Linked DNA regions of Bombyx mori: region 1 is linked to region 2. The links are chromatin contacts, called in public Hi-C maps. All regions are on one chromosome and are shown on one strand. Each heading gives the region's core, a stretch centred on a gene start, on an enhancer-like site or on the middle of the called end of the contact. The rest is flanking DNA. Distances are from core to core; before and after follow the strand shown.

Region 1 (3,855 bases), core at 743-3,242, 35 kb before region 2:
TAAATAAAATAGAAATATTTTTTAATTAAATTTAAAAATGACTATTATTATTCAGACTTTTTTTTATTGCTTAGATTAGCCCACCTGGTGTTAAGTGGTTACTGGAACCCATAGACACCCACAACGTAAATGCGCCACCCACCTTGGGATATAAGTTCTAAGGTCTCGAGTAAGTTACAACGGCTGCCCCACCCTTCAAACCGAAACGAATTACTGCTTCACGGCAGAAATAGGCAGGGTGGTGGTACCTACCCGTGCGGACTCACAAGAGGTCCTACCACCAGTAATTACGCAAATTATAATTTTGCGGGTTTGATTTTTGTTACATGATGTTATTCCTTCACCGTGGAAGTCAATTGTGAATATTTGTTGAGTACGTATTTCATTAGGAAAATTGGTACCCGCCTGCGGGATTTGAACGCCGGTGCATCGCTCGATACTAATGCACCGGACGTCTTATCCTTTAGGCCACGACGACTTCAAGTTTTATTATAGGTACGCAAACAGGCATCCAGATTTTGATGAGCTTTCGGAAGTTAGAGAAATGAAACCGTTCATTTCCATTCTCTTCGTTAACTGTGATTCGGTGAGAAGCGTCCTAAATGGATAGTTGTTAATTTGTGCCAGAGACTAAACTTTGAACAAATTTTTTTCATATTAAAAACTGTATTTTGGGTCACGAAAAAGACACTGCATGGTGATATTAGTTTTCGCAAGGGATTGCGGTACTAGCTACTCAAATTATATTGCCTCTATCGACCTCAACAATTCTATCCCTAGTATAAAACGCTTATCTAAGTGGTGAAACATATTAGATGTTAAATTCGTTTTGTGAACTTACTACTATTTAGGTAGTATATAACTATTAATTTTTAATACCACACCATATGGATTTTTATTGGTCTTGTAGGCAGACGAATATGTAGCCCACCTGATAGTAAGCGTTTGCCGTCGCCAATGGACGTCAGCAATGCCAGAGTTGGAACAACGCCGCTGCCTAAAATGTACAATGGATCTATTCCGTCTTCCTAAAGTACATAACTTCATCTGTTCAGGCCTAAACCAGCATAAACTGGATTATTTTATTTGGCAAACTTTTATCTTCGACACCGAGAAAGCCCCCTTCGAAAACTGAATGACATACTACCCATCTGTAGACATACTGACATCAGCCTTACAGTAGAGGAGTTTTCTCCCAATAATTGCAGAGTGAATCAGTTACAAGATCCGCTTGTACGTGTGGCTTCACAACACAGTACCAAGTGAGGGCTCTCACTAGAACTTTCAGTTTATTGCAACCCATACTGAGTTATTTCATACACATTGATTTGGTGGTAGAGTCAACTCTCTTCTTTTTCTCCACCTTATCCCACTATCAGCCGTCATCTCAACACTCACTCCTCTCTCTCTCTCTCTCTCATATCGTCATTCACACACTCCATCCATGTCTTCTTCGGTCGACCACTTCTCCCTCTACCTTGCACTACCATTTCCTTACATCTCCTAGTCACATGCACCTTCTCTCTACGCATCACGTACATGGACATGCTAACCGTCCGCTCTTTAATTTTTTAATTACCGGGGCTACTTTCACACTTCACCTCTGATAGAGTTCCTGTGGTAGAGTCAACTCTATATTTATATTTTTTTTAAAGCTAGCTACAATACATTGGAAATGATAAATGGGGCTGAGGTTGTTATCACATTATGACAATGCTCTTTTCAATAAAGAGAAAAATAAAATTGACATCCAGCCTTAAAAAATCTGTAGCTAAAGTAACGTTCGTGGTAGACATAGAAATAGATCTATTCATAATAAAATACACCCACGTACGTTCGACACACAGGCTTAATAACGTATTTCCTGCGCGCGCACCAAATCCCCGAGTCCTGTGACCCTCGCCAAAATATCGGTTCCAAGCTACGTCTCTGCCAGGACCGCGCTGTAGTCCTATTCGTTAAAAGAGAACAGATATATAGAGCCCGTCCTTTTCATGAGACGAGTGTCATTGGCCGTTTATACAAATTCATATCAAGCCTACTCATACCGATCTTGTAGCTTAGGCGAGTCGGTTGTTGCCGCTCGTCTCTCCGCGCGTGTTGTGGTTTATGTGTTGTGGGTGCTGTGCAAACCCATCGCTGATTCTACGCAGGTACGTTTCTGAGCTTTCTTTGTATGCAATGTGCCCTCTTCATTCAACTTTTGTGTAGGAATTCCTTGATTGCAAAAAATGCCGGCCCGACGAATGCGCGGCCGCGATCGATAACGATGTTGTCTTGACCGGGGTGAATATAAGCGCCAGTAATGTCTACACTAGATTTATGTACTCTTTATATTTCCGTATTATGTTGAAATAAAATTTCATACATATACATAATAAAATTATATCGTAACATACTTCAGTGCGTTTTTCTCCCTAAAACCGACCACCTGCACTGAGCTATTTGGACTTAGCTAGGGGCGTTACATTTATTTAAATTTGGGAGTGTTTAGTAGTACTATTTAGAGAAATTTGGTATCGTAATTTTTTAATTTCGAAAAATGATTATTCACTAATTTCAACATTAAACATTAAAATACCAACGCGGTATTTCGAAGGATATGATGAAAATGCTTGTTATTGCATTTCGCATCTAAATCGTCGCTTCCGATTATAACAAAAAAAGAAGCATGTATAAGTTGACGGTGTCAAATATTACTTATTTATTGACAAAAATAGATAAGATTAAAGGTATGTGTTAATGATTATTACACATAACGTGTAGCGCGGAGACGATACCTAGATTTTATAGAACTATGTATATCAAATAAAAATCAATAAAGATAAACCCCACAAAAGTAGAGCAGAAATATGCAAATAAAGACTCATACGCATTTCGAGGAAGTTCGTCCAAAAAAAGAAAAAAACTGATCATAATGCTTATTAAATAATTACACTAAAATTAAACTACTTCATATATTATTTAGGGTTGTTACATACTGTAAATCTTGAGATTAATTGAATATTGCTTAGGAAAATATTTCAAAAGATGTTTTGTCCTCGTAGTTATAACAGCGTGGGTTTAGAATGTGTTGCACAAACGATGTCCAAATAAAACACCTTCCTACTAATTCCTACATGGAATAATTAATGTCAAAATTACGTTTGACACGGGGAAATACTTGTTTTGGGCCTGTCCAACTCACGACAGGTGCAAAGCATTTAACAGAAGACGGGACGACTTTTTTTACGGCAGGTAGAGCAAAGCTTAAACCAATCCGACTCTATCCGGTGCGAAATTCAATCACACGAATACTTTCACGACCGTAGAGGTGAATTATTCAACCTAACCACAGATTTATTAATAGCTAGCTATCAAGGAAACCAATAATTCGATATATGATAAGACTAAATCATGGTATATGGTATGGACCATTTTAGGTAGTTCAGTAATAACATTTAATTCAAGAGGTTTTCACGAATGTGTTGATAATTTAAACAAAGTATAATAAGACTAAATCATGGTATACGATATGGACCATTTTAGGTAGTTTAGTAATAACATTCAATTCAAGAGGTTTTCACGAAAGTGTTGATAATTTAAACAAAGTACCTATGACATGAATATGAATTTATCTATTTAAAATAGAGCTACGAATAGAGTTCTTGTGTGTACTATAACACAGTGACGTGTGTCATACTCATTCATTAAAGTTTTGTGACGTCATCGCTTACAATTTACTCATAGCGTCAATGCAAACCGCAGAAACTGTCAAATGAAACATGGCTCCTGTGAAGTCGTTGAATAGTTCATACATACGGCTATAGTTTTACAGTACCTACCTATTCAATTGATGCGCAGTTAGTACGGGAG
Region 2 (3,912 bases), core at 1,084-3,583:
TTGTGTGTCGTCAATAATTCCGTCGGAGGTGAGCAACGAAAAAGACTATTATTTCCAATTCGTTTCACGAGTCTTAACATTATCACTTTTATAATTGTTTTTAAATTAGTAGGTAGTATCCATTTTCACATTTCGATAAATAACCACTACAGTCGTCTGTGACCACGAAACTTATGAAGCATACGTAATACCGGAAATTGTGAAACGGAAGTGAAACTGTAAAAATTTCGTTAAACACAGTAACCGTTTCAATCAATTTGATATGAACTTTCAATGTTTTAGGCGAATCCGTTGAAACCGTTTTAACCGTCACCGCTCCATTGAAAGCAACCGTAGAGCCCGCCACTCAAACGGTAGACTTCGGGAGACCCGCTGTCTTTACTTGCAGATATGAAGGAAACCCCGTCAAAACTATTACATGGCTGAAAGACGGTAAAGATATGAAACACCATGACGCAAGCTTAAGGTGAGTAAATGTCAATATTTAAAAAGCAATACAAAAAAAGAAGAAAAGGAAAGCAAGGTAACAAAATTATATAAAACTTTCAAACTAACTCCTACAGAATTGAATCTGTGAAGAAAGAAGACAAGGGAATGTATCAGTGTTCCATTAGGAACGACCAAGAAAGCGCAAGTGCAAGTGCTGAGCTGAAACTCGGAGGACGATGTGAGATATTTCTTTTCGTTACCAATTTATTAATTACTCTTTGATTGTTTATTTCCACAACCGCGTTGCTTTTATGCTGCAAAGAGATTGATTGCCCTAGATGGCCCTAGACGGCCACATCCTGTCTCAAATAAAAAAGAACCTTGAGACAAGTCTAAGTTTTAATTTGATTGTATATATAAATATATTTTTTATTGCTTAGATAGGTGGACGAACTCACAGCCCACCTGGTGTTAAGTGGTTACTGGAGCCCATGCACATCTACAACGTAAATGCGCCACCCACCTTGAGATATAAGTTCAAAGGTCTCAGTATAGTTACAACGGCTGCCCCACCCTTCAAACCGAAACGCATTACTGCTTCACGGCAGAAATAGGCAGGGTGGTGGTACCTACCGGCGCGGACTCACAAGAGGTCCTACCACCTGTAAAAAAAGCCAGTATAGCCATTATCACACCTTTAAAACAGGAATCGTTTAACTATTGGTAGTTTTTAAGACTAAATTGAAAATGTTTCAGTTGAACCGCCTCAAATCAGGCATAGCTTTGGCGAGCAGACTTTCCGCTCCGGTCCGTCTCTTCGGCTGAAATGTGTAGCGTCCGGGAACCCGACCCCCGACATCGCCTGGCTCTTGGACGGTGAGAAGCTGTCCAGTGGCGAACGACTTCAGATCGGACAATTCGTTACGGCCGACGGCAACGTCGAGTCGCACCTCAACATTTCTTCCGTGCAGACCAACGATGGCGGCCTCTACACCTGCTTCGCTTCGAGCAAGGTGATTGATCATAGTTGGTATTCATCGAACGTCCAACACAAAAACTAATTAAAATTTTATACAATCATTTTTGTTGCCTTACTCGTCAAATGGGAATCGTAACTTGACCATTGTAAATAGGTAAAGGAAGTCTTTGTTACTTGACAAGTTTCAAAAATGTCCTGTCGACGAAATCGGAATAGTGGTAAAACGTACACATGATTAAAAAAAGGTTTTTAAAAAAGTTTAGGTTATTACTTAAATTTTATGTATATTCTTAAGATAATGTAAGGAAATTTTATTTATTAATTTTTGGGTATGTAGATGATTAGTATCTAGATTTAAATATATGTATAAATATATAAATAGTTAGGAGTTACATACTTTCTCAGTACTACTGCCGTATGCGTGAGAGAAAGGGACGCCAGACAGACTGGCACCGTAACGCGTTACGGAAGCGGCTTAAGGAGTTATCACTTCAAAAATTAATTATGTGAAACTTACAGCAAAAACTCTGGGTTGGATATTTTTTTCTTACCTACCTTATCCTAGCGTGTGTGGTGGTGAGCTCAAACCGGAGTGTTGCTGACACTGGCCCTTGCAAAGGCAGTGCTTCGCAGAATCTACCACCGGATCGGAAACACGACCCACTGAGAAGATCCGGCGAGAAACTCAGCGGGCTGTGTCTGTGGGTTAATTTACTCGTCGAGCCCTTCGTCGTAAGCGACGGGTTCGACGAGGACGGTGACCGGTGCTTGAGGTACCTAAAAGCACCATTGGATTTAGTTGGGAATCTTACAGACATTCGGTTAAATATGTCCTCAGGTCGGCAGCACATCCCATTCGGCTCGTGTCAACATCTACGGTCTACCCTTCGTTCGTCCGATGAAGAAGCGTCCCGTCGTCGCCGGAGACACTCTGATCGTGCACTGTCCAGTCGCCGGCTACCCTATCGACTCCATTGTTTGGGAACGTGATGGAAGGTAACTTACTTGGTATTTTTCGGCTGAATGACTCAGTCCTGACCTGCAACTTAATAGGGATGCACGGGGAGCCGATTATGGAAAAGGCTGCAATTTAGAGATATTATAGATCAGTTCGCTATAAGCAGTACATATAGCTTTCTCTTTAATTAAATTTCTCTTGTAGCTTATACATAATATTGCTAAATAATTTCCTATTCTCAAACGTGTGTGCACTGTGACATAAGCTTGTCCCTGGTACAGGGTGTGAGTGGACTGAGTATTAGTTGTTCAATTAACTGTAGTGTTGTAGTATTTTCATATAAATTTAATTTCAAAATTTTGTAATCCGTAGCACTAATAAAAGTAGTTTAAAGGCAATAAGTACAGTAGTAATGCTAGTCACATCGATCTAAAAACACCTGCGAAGGCCTACTTCAATAAAGAACATTTTGATTTTTAATACCTTATTTGTACACAAAAATTAAACAAAAGTCGTAATAGTCAGTATAGTTGGCATACCAACCTTAGTTCTTGGTTCAGTCCGTGCTCGACCACTTGTCCTGGTGAAACTGGAGAGACCTCCGGGCCATGCCGTAATCCTAATAAAAGGTCTTTGACCCCATATATATCGGTAGCTGGTGTATAGACTCTGATACTTAGCGGACCACCAGCAGAGCGGGCAGTTATCTTACGTTTAAAAGTAATATATTCCACTCGCTTGTCAAAAAATGAGTATTTTTCAATTCTCAGAGTCCTCCCGATCAACCGAAAACAGAAAGTATTCCCCAACGGCACCCTTGTTATCGAGAACGTTGAGCGCATGAGCGACGAAGCCACATACACCTGCGTCGCGAAGAACTCGCAGGGATACACGGCTAGAGAAACCCTAGAACTTCAAGTCATGGGTAAGTTTAGAACTATAAATTAAAATCAACTCTTAAAAATTCCTACTAATGCGGTTGAGAGATTGAGCGTTGTTACAGTAAAATAGATCAACAACAATCCTCTGCAACGTTCTTATTCGTACAACGCAGATAAACTATAGGCGCTTTAAAAAAAAAACAATACTATCAAAGGCGCCTTGATCTTAAAAAATATTATAGAAGAAAATTAAAATTATTCAACCACCTACAAAGTACAATAAAAATATTAGAATAATCGGAATAACTGATAATATGTATGAAAAATACCGAAAACTTGAAAGACGTTGTCGTTAAAAGTGTTTTTAAACTGAGTACATGATAAATAAGGCAAATTGAAAACAAACAAAACATGTGTAGAAAAAAAAACGGAATTATAAATGGTTGGTTTGTTGAATATAAAAAAAGAACTTTACCTAAATATTCATCTGAAAGTAAAGATATATTATTTAGAATTGGTATACCTAGAGTACCTACAATAATAAGACTCGGTAAACTTTTGCCGGTAAAGGCAGGATGAGCCGCCATTTATAATTCCATTCTTTGAAAACGGTAGTTGATTCTACCCAATAATAAGATATCCTTTGCACGAACTGCAAAGCTAAT

Evidence for each region. Hi-C and Micro-C count contacts between places; a contact is called where the count stands out from the background.
Region 1: a Hi-C map of whole pupa shows a contact between it and region 2, with 1.5 times the contacts expected there. The contact joins the promoter of LOC101735614 here to the enhancer-like site in region 2.

Annotation. Positions count from the first base shown.
Region 1 is chr12:9,110,915-9,114,769 of ASM3026992v2, reverse strand. It overlaps LOC101735614 (cell adhesion molecule Dscam2), which reads left to right and starts at 1,992. Exons shown (of 40, transcript XM_062671492.1): 1 at 1,992-2,153.
Region 2 is chr12:9,076,037-9,079,948 of ASM3026992v2, reverse strand. LOC101735614 (cell adhesion molecule Dscam2) reads left to right here. Exons shown (of 40, transcript XM_062671492.1): 8 at 1-28; 9 at 283-466; 10 at 564-667; 11 at 1,186-1,442; 12 at 2,247-2,404; 13 at 3,137-3,291. Among protein-coding and RNA genes, the nearest start is that of LOC134199846, 11 kb to the right of the region's middle. Within about 2 kb of position 2,333, at least 1 of the 8 cell types and tissues checked has open chromatin away from gene starts, as enhancers often do.